Linked DNA regions of Mus musculus: regions 1 and 2 are each linked to region 3. The links are chromatin contacts, called in public promoter capture Hi-C maps. All regions are on one chromosome and are shown on one strand. The core of a region is the stretch at or near the end of the contact, and the rest is flanking DNA. Distances in the headings are between cores, read along the strand shown. Region 1 holds the start of Zfp369 (zinc finger protein 369). Region 2 holds the start of Spata31d1c (spermatogenesis associated 31 subfamily D, member 1C). Region 3 holds the start of Cdk20 (cyclin-dependent kinase 20).

The links. Promoter capture Hi-C pulls out the DNA fragments that hold promoters and counts their contacts.
Region 1: a contact with region 3 is called in a promoter capture Hi-C map of the SN4741 cell line, with 7 times the contacts expected there. The contact joins the promoter of Zfp369 here to the promoter of Cdk20 in region 3. A contact is called at or near these places in 19 of 39 promoter capture datasets (the 3T3-L1 cell line, 3T3-L1-derived adipocytes, the SN4741 cell line and 12 more), 1 of 15 datasets of contacts at CTCF or cohesin (the NIH/3T3 cell line), 8 of 484 Hi-C or Micro-C datasets (the C2C12 cell line, CD4 T cells, CD8 T cells and 4 more), 20 of 115 datasets of contacts at active chromatin or transcription factors (astrocytes, bone marrow-derived dendritic cells, bone marrow-derived macrophages and 11 more) and 4 of 9 other capture datasets (adipose tissue, embryonic stem cells, liver and 1 more).
Region 2: a promoter capture Hi-C map of embryonic stem cells shows a contact between it and region 3, with 6 times the contacts expected there. The contact joins the promoter of Spata31d1c here to the promoter of Cdk20 in region 3. A contact is called at or near these places in 23 of 39 promoter capture datasets (the 3T3-L1 cell line, 3T3-L1-derived adipocytes, the C10 cell line and 13 more), 2 of 15 datasets of contacts at CTCF or cohesin (embryonic stem cells and stem cell-derived epiblast-like cells), 6 of 484 Hi-C or Micro-C datasets (differentiating embryonic stem cells and embryonic stem cells), 2 of 115 datasets of contacts at active chromatin or transcription factors (bone marrow-derived dendritic cells and stem cell-derived neural progenitor cells) and 3 of 9 other capture datasets (adipose tissue, embryonic stem cells and liver).

Annotation. Positions count from the first base shown.
Region 1 is chr13:65,276,908-65,280,864 of GRCm38.p6, forward strand. It overlaps Zfp369 (zinc finger protein 369), which reads left to right and starts at 1,947. Exons shown (of 8, transcript NM_178364.5): 1 at 1,947-2,080; 2 at 2,354-2,433; 3 at 3,355-3,481. The coding sequence starts at 2,065.
Region 2 is chr13:65,030,883-65,035,317 of GRCm38.p6, forward strand. It overlaps Spata31d1c (spermatogenesis associated 31 subfamily D, member 1C), which reads left to right and starts at 2,176. Exons shown (of 4, transcript NM_001083890.2): 1 at 2,176-2,383; 2 at 3,040-3,082; 3 at 3,677-3,737; 4 at 4,045-4,435. The coding sequence starts at 2,207.
Region 3 is chr13:64,430,928-64,435,107 of GRCm38.p6, forward strand. Cdk20 (cyclin-dependent kinase 20) reads left to right here and starts at 1,626. Exons shown (of 8, transcript NM_053180.2): 1 at 1,626-1,743; 2 at 2,050-2,163. The coding sequence starts at 1,669. It overlaps 1700015C15Rik (a long non-coding RNA gene), which reads right to left and starts at 1,509. Exons shown (of 3, transcript XR_873594.1): 1 at 1,427-1,509; 2 at 324-478.

The sequences.
Region 1 (3,957 bases), core at 697-3,196, 850 kb after region 3:
CAGAACAGAATATAAAGAGACCCTAGGAATAGAATACTAGACAGTATAAGGAACACAACAGAATTCTTTGTTGTTCTGAGCTGTCTAGAGTTACAAACATACCAAATTATGATCAGGGGCAGACTTCAGGTTCCCCCAATCTAATCTGCCAATAGGAACAAACCTAGTCACAGGTTACCTAATAACTGGCATTACCAGAACCCACATCCTCTTGATGTGTATCGTACAAATGAATCCCTGTGTGTGATCAAGCCAGCTCAGTCAGTCAACAGGGTCTCAAGGGAGGGAGTGAGGATTGAAAAGAAAAAGACAATTAGACTTAATACCACTCAAACCTGTGCAGAGGCTGAAGTGGGTTTATTTTTCTCCAGTCTGTTTTTATGCCATTCTAAGTACATGCAGAGAATAAGGTCAGTTTTCAGTCAAGGAACAAACAAGGCAATAAACAAGGTCCCGTGGTATTCAGGGACTTACAAGATGATCAAGATCTTGAGCCTACTTTCTTGTCCTAGCCCAAAGTCAAATTCTTGCCTGAGCCTACTTCTGTGTTCTAGTCTAATGTCAAATTTCTGCCAAATTCCTAGAAGCTGCCCTAAGAGCTCTCCATATGCATGGATATTTACAGTTAGCCTCCCTGGGACTGAGGGTAATTTTAATTCTCCTCATACATCTCTGATCCTCCGTGTCCCTTTGTAACTGGTCTTTGCTACTTTGTCGGTTCTCTTTTTCCTCCCATTATTATCCTTACCCCCCTTTCTACCCCCTAACACTAGACAGGAAAGGAACAAGAGTAGAGGGGAGAGAGTGATTAGGAAGATCCCCGAATCTGATTTCTTTTCTCTTGCTTCTCCTTTGGCCTCAGCTACTAACAAACTACAACCAACCTCCTCCCTATACAACCAACAACTGGCCCACCCCAGCCCCCAGCCTATCGGGCTCTAACATTTATATACCCTCTGAAAAGTTCCCAGAGTTCCAAATATAACACAATTACCAAAACTCTGCTGCAGACAGAACCGCGATTCTGCTAGAGCACAAGGCAAATAAATCATGGTCAGTTGCTTCAGGCAGTCGGAAGCAGCCCTACGTCCCTATACCCGGAATCAAAATAAAAGCACCTTCTTATAATATTTGGTTTTTTTTTTTTTCAAGAAACCAAAATTCTAGAATTTTCACTACATCCCTTCCTCTGCTGGGGAAAACTGGAGAGGACATTTAGTGTAGCCTACCATATCCTTCAAGTCCACCAGGTCTCCACACTTACCACCTAAACGTTGTAAGACCATACAACCCTGCCTAAACCATACAACCCTGCTCACTCTACAGATCTGGACGCAAACGCCTGTCCTCTCATAGAAACGAGTAAAATTTTAATTCCAATGCCTAATGGCTTTCTGTTTCTACGGTTTAGTCCTTTCTTCCTCTCCCTTTAAGGACACCGCTGAAACTACAGCACGATTGCATTCTTTTCTCCTTCCCCTAAGGAAACTCGGTTAAATGACTTTGTCTTCTCTTGCCTTCGACCCACAGCCAGTCCCCATCCGGGTCCCTCCCCTCTACACTAGTCGAGCTGTGTATTCTGTGTGTCCCCTCCTTCCGCCCTCCTTCCGCCCTCCTTACTCTGCTACAAGGCGAGCATCCCCCAGCCGATCTAACACCAGCACTTCTTCCGGTTTGTCCAAGTTCATTTGCTCCTGTTAGTGGGTTCGACTCCCTCCTAGTCTCGGTCTCTGTCCACGGAGATGCTTAGCATCTTAGTAGCCTCCTTCAAAGGCTTCATCCTAGTTCTTTAGCAGCCAGTAGCAGACGCTTACGGACTTCGGCTTAGCCTGCCAACAGGAAGGACGCCAACAGATTGCCGCCGCTCGACGTCCGCGGGGGCGCCTGGGAGTTGTAGTCCGGACCAGCGAGCCGACTCAGGGGCTAGACCGACAGGCAAGAGCCATTGTGTTTATCGCAAGCACTCGTAACGCTGCGTGAAAGCCCGTCGGGGACAACTCCTATCTTCTGTTTCATTTGCAGCCTCCGGAGTCCAGTGTCGGCTTCGTTAGTGGCTCCACTTCTATGGACCCCGGAGAAGGTGTGTAGTCGTGGGTCCGGATCCTGAGGAGGCATCCCGTTCTAGATGGGGAACACGGTTTAAGAAAACCGACCGCATTCTGGATTGGAGGACATCAACCATCCCCTCTCGGTTAGAGGGGAACCTGTTTTGTAAGCTTATGGGAGTCGGGGAGAGGACTCACTGGGCACTTGGCAATTTTGGGGCGGACTGGTTATGTCCTGCAGAGGTCGGAATATGGGCAGAAGTGGGGGAGCCACTGGGCACATTCCTTAGTGCCTCTTCCACCTTCAGGACGATCAGCATTCTGCCTCCTACCGCTAGAGAACACTGAGGACAGTATGGCTTCCACGCTTCCAACAACCTGGCCCCATGTGAGTAAAGGCTTCTTTTCAGCTTTTGTGACGGCTCAGGGGCCGGCTAGTGGTGAGATGTTTGCTCTCAAATACCCTAGAGTTACGGGAGGAGTTGAAGGACTGCCCAAGAGGGGGGTTAGAATAGAAGAAACAAACAAACCGATTTCTGAACTGGAACTGGCAAGCCAGATTGAGGCAAGCCAGATTGAAGCTTTTCAATTCAAAAACAAAAAATGTTTCTATTACATTTATTTTGTGTGTGGGTATGCACATGTGTGCTATTGCCTGCTTGTGGGCACCTTTCCGGATTGCTACCCTTCTTTCAACATGAGTCCTGGAGATCAATCAAACTCAGGCTTGGTAGCCTTTACCCACTGAGCCATCTCACCAGTCCTTTTCAACTTTTTTTTTTTTTTTTTTTAAAGCTGGGGATCTGGCCAGGCTTTGGTGGCACAAGCCTTTAATCCCAGCACTTGGGAGGCAGAGGCAGGCCCGATTTCTGAGTTTGAGGCCAGCCTGGTCTACAGAGTGAGTTCCAGGACAGCCAGGGCTATACAGAGAAACCCTATCTCGACAGAACAACAACAACAACAACAAAAGCTGGGGATCTGGTTGAGAGAAACTGACAGGTGTTAGAAGATAAGAGGCTCATGTTTAGTTTTCAGCAGCTACTTTAAAGAAGTGATAATTCAAAAACAAGAAAAGAGGTATAGATGGGAGCCAACAGTCCTATCCCCTGGTTAGTGAGAAATGAACAGGTTTTCATAGACCACAGTCTCACTTGTCCCCTGATTAGTGTCAGACCGATTTGCTCAAGGATTCAGACAAAGGAACATGAGATAAGTAAAATGTAGCTGGGTCATCTTGCTCAGCCTTTCTATTTTTCTGACACCATGGAAGAGGAAAACCTGCGGCTGAACTGCATCTTATGGCTTTTAGGAATCTGTGAAGTTTGAAGATGTATCACTGAGATTTACCGAGGAAGAGTGGGCACTGCTAGATCGCCAACAGAAGTGCCTGTACAGGGAAATCATGATGGAGAACCTCAATAACATGATTTCAGTAGGTAAGCCAGGCTCCACTTTAATAAACACTTGTTTGGGTGGGTGCAGCACGCTTTTAATTCCAGGACTTCAGAGGTGGAGGAGGATTAGAAGTTCAATGCCAGGCTTGACTCTACCTGCCCCCACCCAACTCTGACATTTTCTTTTTTTTTTAAATTTTTTATTAGATATTTTCTTCATTTACCCCTGTACCCTCCCCTCACCCTGCTCCCCTACCCACTCACTCCCACTTCTTGGCCATGGGATTCTCCTGTACTGAGGCATAAAAAGTTTGCAAGACAAAGGGGCCTCTCTTCCCAATGATGGCCAACTAGCCCATCTTCTGCTACATATGCAGCTAGTGACACGAGCTCTGGGGGTACTGGTTAGTTCATATTGTTGTTCCACCTATAGGGTTGCAGAACCCTTCAGCTCCTTGGGTACTTTGTCTAGCTCCTCCATTGGGGACCCTGTGTTCCATCCTACAGATGACTTTGAG
Region 2 (4,435 bases), core at 926-3,425, 600 kb after region 3:
GAAGAAGAACGAAGACCAAAGTGTGGACACTTTGCCCCTTCTTAGAATTGGAAACAATCACCCATGGAAGGAGTTACAGAGACAAAGTTTGGAGCTGAGACAAAAGGAAGGACCATCTAGAGACTGCCATATCCAGGGATCCATCCCATAATTAGCCTCCAAACAATGACACCATTGCATACACTAGCAAGCGTTTGTTGCAAGGACCGTGATATAGCTGTCTCTTGTGAGACTAGGCCGGGGCCTAGCAAACACAGAAGTGGATGCTCACAGTCAACTATTAGATGGATCACAGGGCCCCCAATGGAGGAGCTAGAGAAAGTATCCAAGGAGCTAAAGAGATCTTCAACCCTGTAGTTGCAACATTATGAACTAACCAGTACCCCTGAGCTCTTGACTCTAGCTGCATATGTATCAAAAGATGGCCTAGTCGGCCATCACTGGAAAGAGAGGCCCATTGGACAGGCAAACTTTATATGCCCCAGTACAGGGGAACACCAGGGCCAATAAACGGGAATGAGTGTGTAGGGGGTTGGCGGGGGGAGGGTGTGGGGGACTTTTGGGATAGCATTGGAAATGTGATTGAGGAAAATACGTAATTAAAAAAAAAAGAAAGACAGAAATAGGATAAGAAATTGTCCTCAAAAACTGCCATGAGATGGGCTGGAGAGATGGCTCAGTGGTTAAGAGCACTGACTGCTCTTCTGAAGGTCCTGAGTTCAATTCCCAGCAACAACATGGTGGCTCACAACCATCCGTAATGAGATCTGATGCCCTCTTCTGGAGTTTCTGAAGACAGCTACATTGTACTTACATATATAATAAATAAATCTTTAAAAAAAAAAAACTGCCATGAGAGCAGGGAATGGTGGCACAGCACACCTGTGAGGATCAGGAGTTCAAGTTCATTCTTAGCTACAGTGGGGACATCCTTTGTCACATGAGTCCCTACCAATCAGCTAACCAACCAAAACCGAAACCAAAGTAAACATCTGCTGACGACCTGAGTGTGGTGGTGTATATCTATAACTCCAGCCCTTGAAAACCTGAGACAAAAGAATTGCTTACAAGGTCGAGGACAGCCTGGGCTATATGGTGAGACCTAGTTTAGCTTGGACTATAAAGTGAGAGTTGTGTTAAACAAAACATAAATGCCACTTGATGTTCACAAAGCTAAGGGTTAGAGACAGGCAGCAGATACAGATGTATACATACCACTATTTCCAGGTAGGAAAAAGCTACCTGGAAATTTGGTGAAGGATGGATGTTCAGAGTTCAGAGGATGGTTGTTGAGGGGGGAAAATTGAAAAGAAGTTTAGTTATCTGTGAAATCTTGGTCTACCCAAAGCTTCAATCACTCCAGAAAAGTAAATGGAATATCCCACTAGCCCAAGAGGTTTGAAGTTTGTATACACATCTTTTAGTTATGTTAGTTTTGTAATTCAGCCTGTCCTTCTGACTGAAGCAAAGTTTGCTATGGTATATTCACAAAAGTAAATGTATGAGGAAATACTTTTGTTGTATAGCTGGATTCGGAAAAAGAGCCATTCTGTAGAGAAGAAATATTATATTTGAGCAGTGGTTCTCAACCTTCCTAATGCTGTGACCCTTTGATACAGTTCTTGTGGTGACTCCCAACCATAAGATTATTTCATTTCTATTTCTATAACTGTACTTTTGCTACTGTTATTAATCACAATATAAATATCTGACATACAGAATATCTTGATATGTGACCCCTGTGAAAGGGCAATTTGATATCCAAGGGGGTCACAACCCTCAACTTTGAGACTGCTGTGTTAGAGGGAGGACATTTGTGCTGCTGAGACTAAATATCTGGCCCAAAGCTAAACTTCAAGGCATCCTTTTGGACACTCTAGTCTGGAGAACTGAATGACTCCAATTCAAGAGCTGCAAACACTAAAGGGGAATGGGTTGGCATCCAGATTACAGAGGTAACAAGAAAGTTCCCTGAGGAACATAAAGTGAAGTAAGGAAGGAGGGGTGGAAACAGAGCAGCAGTCTCAAGCAGAAGTCAGTGAAGGAGCTTGGAGGAGGGGGAGGGAGGATCTGAGGGCTCACCCTTCTCTCTGTCCTCACAAACCCTCTATGACTCTCCCTTGCTCTGTGATGCAGACCTAGGCCTACAGTGAGGCCCATGCAATCTCAGAACTCATATACCTCAGGCATCCATGAGACTCAGTGTATGGAGAACATCCTCTCTTTTCTAAATAGATCATGGTTAGGCTTTGGATCAGCATTCTTGGATATTGGCTCCAATTACATCTTTCTGAGTGGAGTTTGGTCTATTCTTCTATACCTGTGGTATTTGATACTGAAACAATTCTTCCCACCACCTTGGAAAAGTCAGGACATCAAAAAGGTGAGGATGTATGATGAACCCCCAAGAGATATTTTTTATTGATGTACTACAGAACTCAATGAGTACTGGATTTAGTACTGGATGAGCCTGTCTGTCTCAGAAACATGACTGATATGGGACACTGGGGAGAGAAAAAAACATTGCTGTCCTAGGGCATGAGTCCTGGCATGGGAGGAATACAGAGAGGACTAAAGTTTTCACTTAAATATTCAAAGGAGAATAGCTTCTCCTGCTGAACACCTGAATGAGAATCCCAGGCTTATTTCTCACCCTGCATGTAGATTTACCCAACAATCAGCCAGGTTGAGCTGGTCAGGAAAGCAGTGCTGACTTCTTGAAGGCTCTGAGAAGAACCTGAAACTCAAGCTTTGTCCCACTGGACAATCCTGTCTCCAGAAAAGCACAGATGTTGCTGCTGGCCTCAACTTTCTAACTGATAACTCCAAGTATAGCTCTTACAGACAAAATTCTCCTTTAATTTCCCAAAGAAGGAAAAAGAAAACATCAGGTCACCTCCAAAAGTTAATTTAAGAAAGAACTAAATTTCATTAACTGAACAAATGTCATAATAATCTTGGTTTATGAAATCTGGGTTTCTTCAGAAAATAAACATGAGGGAAAATTCTAACACCTTGTTCATTTCTCTATGTCCACAGTACCAGGGCTCAGCTAACAAAGAAAGGAGGAAGTCACTTAAAGGTAGGTATCTATCTGCTGGATCTCCTCTTCCCAGTTTACCATCCTGTCATTTCCATAAGGTCTTAGGTCTATGATCTGAGGATGTAAAGTTGCCAGATAATTAACTGACAAGAAATAGTTCTCAAAGGAGAGACTCACTGGAAGGCAGCGTGATAAACATACCAGAGTCAGTTCCCTCTCTGCACTCCTGTGGACATGAAGCTGACATGCACTATCAGGAGAGTGTGTTCCATGTATACAGTGAGCACTGGATAAGTCCAGGGAGCACTACGTGTTTGTTTGGTTGTTTGGTTGGCTGGTTGTTTTAGAGCCACACATTCCTGCCTTCTGGTATGATACACATGCTTAACATGTAGGTGCCCATACACCTCTGAGGAAACTAAGGCCTGTGTGCTTTATATGGTGTTTTAAGTATCATCACATGGGACAATGTAGATAAAGATTTTTTTGTATAAAGACACATAACATGTGAGCCATCTTAGTGACAATTTGACCTTGTCTGTTTACTTTAATAGCCCAAGTATTTTCCTTAAAGTGACTCCTGTTTGATATTTCCACCTTTCTTACCTACAACTAATACTTCTGCTTTCCCAGGTTGTAGAATTACCCAGAGAAAGTCACAGGAACAGAGAGAGCTGCTGTCTGTTGTGCAAAGGTATTATTCTCCTTTTTTCCTGGGCCTCCTTTTCTTATGATCAAAACATCACAGAGACTCAGCACAGCTTGCTCTTGTCATGGGAAGGGTATCAAAAGAGACAAGTACACAGATGAAAAGCATGGAGAGAGGTTATAGCCTCTCTGGAAGCCATGGGTGTCATAAAATGAATACACACACACACACACACACACACACACACACACACACACACACACAGGCTTTGGGTATCTCCATCACAGCAAGGCAGGCAGGCCCTTTTCAATTCTGGTCTTTACAACAGAATTGAAAATTCTATCTCCTGCAGCCCCCTAGGTGAAGAGTATGATTCTTCCAATTTTCGGCAACTACTGTGTCCAGATCCCTACTGTGGTGTGTGTAATGGAGCAACTGCTAAGATCAGTCATCTGCTTTCTCAGGCCACTCACCAAGATGGCGCTGTCACTATGTCCAGTCTGGACTCCACAGTTTCTGTGACGGAGACAGCGCTGACTTTGTCCCTTCCTCTCCCAGAAAATACTATAGACTATCCTATTTCAGACACTGCATGTGAGCCTTCTCTACAGTCTTCCTCCATCATTTCATCTCACCAAAGTGAGTACCTAGAAGACACACTTTCTCTCTCACCACTGGGTGGCTCTCTACTATCAGAGTCTACTCCTCCTGTGAATGCTAAATCCCCACTGGACCATTCTCTC
Region 3 (4,180 bases), core at 376-2,875:
CCCCTCACGCTCCCTCTACCCCCTAGTCCACACTTGGATTTCCTTTTTCTGATTTAAACCTAGGCGTAGTGTGTGCCACAGGTATGGCAAAAACTTTCACTTATCTCATTCCCTGAGAAGAGGGTCCCACAGCCAGTCCATAGAGCCTGGCTAGTTTCATATTCTATTTAAAAGTTTCGTTTCTTTTGGGTTTGAGAAAGTCTCACACTGTAGCTCAGGCTGGCCTGGAACCTGAGGCAATCCTCCTGCAACTCCTAGTCTCTCTAGTATTGGGATTGTAGGGAGTGAGCAACCACCCCTGAAACACTTTTTAACAAACGCACACAAAAGTGGTAATTTCTTGGCATCCTTGCCTTCCCACGTTAGTGTAGGTTCTTCTCCCCTCTCTTCTGTCTTGATTTCTCCACAGCTTTACCATGTTAGCAGGTAACCTTGTCCATACTGGCTTCGTACTTGAGATTCTCTTCGTCTTGGCCTGCTGGATACAAGAGTTATAGTCAGAACAACTGTATCAGGTTTATCATCTACGTTCCTGATAGTAATCATCCTAAAGGGTGTAAGATATCTTATTGTGGTTTGATTTCATTTTTCCTAATTAGTAGGGGTGCTGGTCGTCATCTCATATACTTGTGGACACCTCTCTCTATTTTGAGATAAGGTCTCTTATTAAGCAGGATGCATCGCACTGTGTAGATTAATAAGACCCTGTCAAGTACTGGGACGGCAGATGTGATTTAGAGCAACCAACATAGGTGGTACAGGGAGTCGAACCAAAGGCTTTTGTTCACTCTAGGCAAGCACCTCACCAAAGGAGCTTTATCGTCAGTGCTAGTAAGCTTTTTAAAAAAGGTACTTGGATTCATGATGCCCTTTGGGGACCAAAGACCCAAGTGATTCTCCATGTGATGGTTTGTATATGCTTGGGCTAGGAAGTGGCACTATTAGCAGGTGTGGTCTTATTAGAGTAGGTGTATCACTGTGGAAGTGGGTTTTAATACTCTTGCTGTCTGGAAGCGAGTCTTCTCCGAGCAGCCTGCAGTTGAATATGCTCCTCCTGCAACATACCTGCCTGGATGCTCCATGCTCCCTCCTTTGATAACAAAGGATGAATTTTTGAACATGTAAGCCAGTCCCAATTAAATGCTGTCCTTATAAGAGTTACTTTGGTCATGGTGTCTGTTCACAGCAGTAAAATCCTAACTAAGACACTCCACGACTCAGCTCTGTGCTTGTCTGCAACAATGATTTGCGTCAGTTACAAAGAGGCCTAAATGTAGAGAGCGGCTGAGTGAGTGCCTGCCACCTGATACTCTTGCTGGTTTCTGGAAGTCTTCCACCAGATCCACCTCCCTACCAGAGGCTCCGCCTCTGGGCGAATGAACACACCCTTTACATGCGTAGCCCTGCCCCTCTCAGCCCCACGCACCAGCGTTTCTTGTCACGTGGTGCTATGGCCACGTCCTGGAGCGTTAGATTACGATAGAGTGACTGCCGAAGGCTGCGGAAAGGTGCTGCCTAGAGGGGATGCAGATTCCTGACTGAGCTCAGCACTGGTCTTTCCGGTCACGTGCTTTACGGAGCAGCTGCTAGACGCGTTATTGCTAGGCAACGCTTGCAGGAGCCTATGCTGGATCCCTGTAGAGTAGGATCTGGGCACCGCGGGCCGACATGGACCAGTATTGCATCCTCGGTCGCATCGGGGAGGGCGCCCACGGCATCGTCTTCAAAGCCAAGCACGTAGAGGTGAGACCATGCCGCACGTGCAGTCCGAGGGATGCCCACTGCGCTCCCTCTGCAGTCTTTCCGTGTAGAGATCTGCTAGCGCGCGCGGGCGCGCCTCAGAGGTCTCTTTAGGATACTTGGCGGGGTCCCATCTGTGGCGATCCCGCTTCCAGCGGCCGGACTGCGGGAGCGCGACCCCTGGCGGTCGGTTCAGATCTTCCCGACTTAGGGGCGGGTCTCTGTGGGGTGTCTCGCTCCTGGGGTGTTCTCTCCCTGCCCCTACCTTGCCAAAGGTCTCTGGCAGTGTCGGCACTCTTTCCTGCACAGACTGGCGAGATCGTTGCCCTCAAGAAGGTGGCCTTGCGGCGGCTGGAGGATGGTATTCCTAACCAGGCCCTCAGAGAAATCAAGGCTCTGCAGGAGATAGAGGACAGTCAATATGTGAGTGGGGCTGGGCTCAGGTGGTCATGCAGGGCTCGGGTGAACAAGACCGGTGGCAGGTTCCAAGACAGCAGCTTCTCGACCACTTTCATTCATTTCCATCCCTCTCTACTCACCAGTATACACTTTAAAGGAGTCCTTTCTAATCCCCATTCTGCCCCCTCCTGCTTACTCCTTATTTATGCTCCCAGATCCACTCTCACCTGAGTACTTAACCCTCCCATTCTCTCTCATTTACACACCCATTGCTCATATGTTTATGCATCCCCCCCCCTTTAACTATTGTGTGTGTTTCTTTTTGTTTTCTCCTTTCCTTCCTATACCTGCTCTCCCACCTTCCTTATGCTAGACAGGTGCTGGGCCATTAAATTATGCCCCTAACCATGCTGACTTCTCAGCAGTTTGCACCCGTTGAGCCCCTACTTTGTTCTGAAGGATATCTTAAAGACTTTCATGTGTGGTCACCCTCCGTTCACCCTGCTTTTCTCTCTTTCTTTCTTCCTTTCTTCCTTCCTTTCTCTTTCTCTCTCTTTCTCTCTCTCTCCCTCTTTCTTTCTTTCTTTCTTTCTTTCTTTCTTTCTTTCTTTCTTTCTTTCTTTCTTTCTTTCTTTCTTTCTTTCTTTCTTTCTTTCTTTCTTTCTCTTCAGGGTCTTTGTTAAGCACAGGGGAATGCTTGGCTTTTATCATCAGCTCATGGGTCTGCAGCTGAGTGACACTGCCAGAATGCCCCTGGGGCCTCCTAAAAATTCTGGCCTGTACACAGCACTAGTGACACTGAGGAATTGGTCTCAGTCTGATTCCTGAGAGCTTATGTGTGATGGAATCAGTTTGTGTGCTCCTGTATTGTGAAGTGTAGTGGTGTGTGCCTCAAAATTTACTGCAGATGAGATATGTGTTCATACCTCATCTTTATAACATGAGATATGTGTTTATATATGTGTACTGTGTGTAACATGTGTACTGTCTGAATGTAGGTGTGTATTTTTATTTGTTCCAATGCTGGTTTACTGCCAAAATAAAACCTTCACTAAGGTGGTTCCTTTTTGTTGTTGTTGAAAATAAAAGGGCTTTCCAGGCAGCTTATGTGTGGGACAGGTGGTTCAAGACCCATAAGGATGCTGATGATTGACAGCCGTCCTGACGTTGCCATTTTACCTGGTTAATTAATTTATATTTAACTTTATGCGTAGGAACATTTTGCATGTGTTTATGTGTGTGTACTGTGTGTGTGCCTTGTGCCCATTGAGGCCAGAAGAGGGCATCATATTCCCTGGAACTGGAGACGGATGGTTGTGAGCCACTATGTGGATGCTGGGAACCAAATCTGGGTCCTCTCCAGGAGCGTCAAGTACTCTTAACCATTGAACTGTCTCTCTAGTCCCAAGTTTTCATTAAAAAAAAAACAAAAACAAAACCAAACAAAAACCAAAAAACTAGGGGATGGGGAAATGGCTTGGTGGGAACTGTTAATCCAGGTGAATGTCAGGTGGGTGCGATACTCCACCTGTGAGTCCAGTACTTATAAGGTACTGGACAGGAGACCCCTGGAGCAAGCTGGTTAGTCAGATTAGTGTATTGGGAAGGCTCTGAATTCAATAGGAATACATTGCCTCGACACATAATGTAGAGAGCAATTAAAGAGAAGACTCAGGGCTGACCAGATGGCTCAGTGGTTAAGAGCACCAACTGCTCTTCCGAAGGTCCCGAGTTCAAATCCCAGCAACCACATGGTGGCTCACAACCATCCATAACGAAATCTGATGCCCTCTTCTGGAGTATCTGAGGACAGCTACAATGTACTTACATATAATAAATAAATAAATCTTTAAAAAAAAGGAGAGAAGACCCATGACTTCAGCCATGGGTACATCCAAACACACAGATGCATGCAAAAAACATGGAGTAGATTTGTCCCCAGTCTTTCTATCTTCTTCACTAGCTACCTCTTCTTAGGCATCCCTTCAGGAACTAGCATCCATATAGGTTGCAGGAGCACGGGACAGAATAGACATGTTCA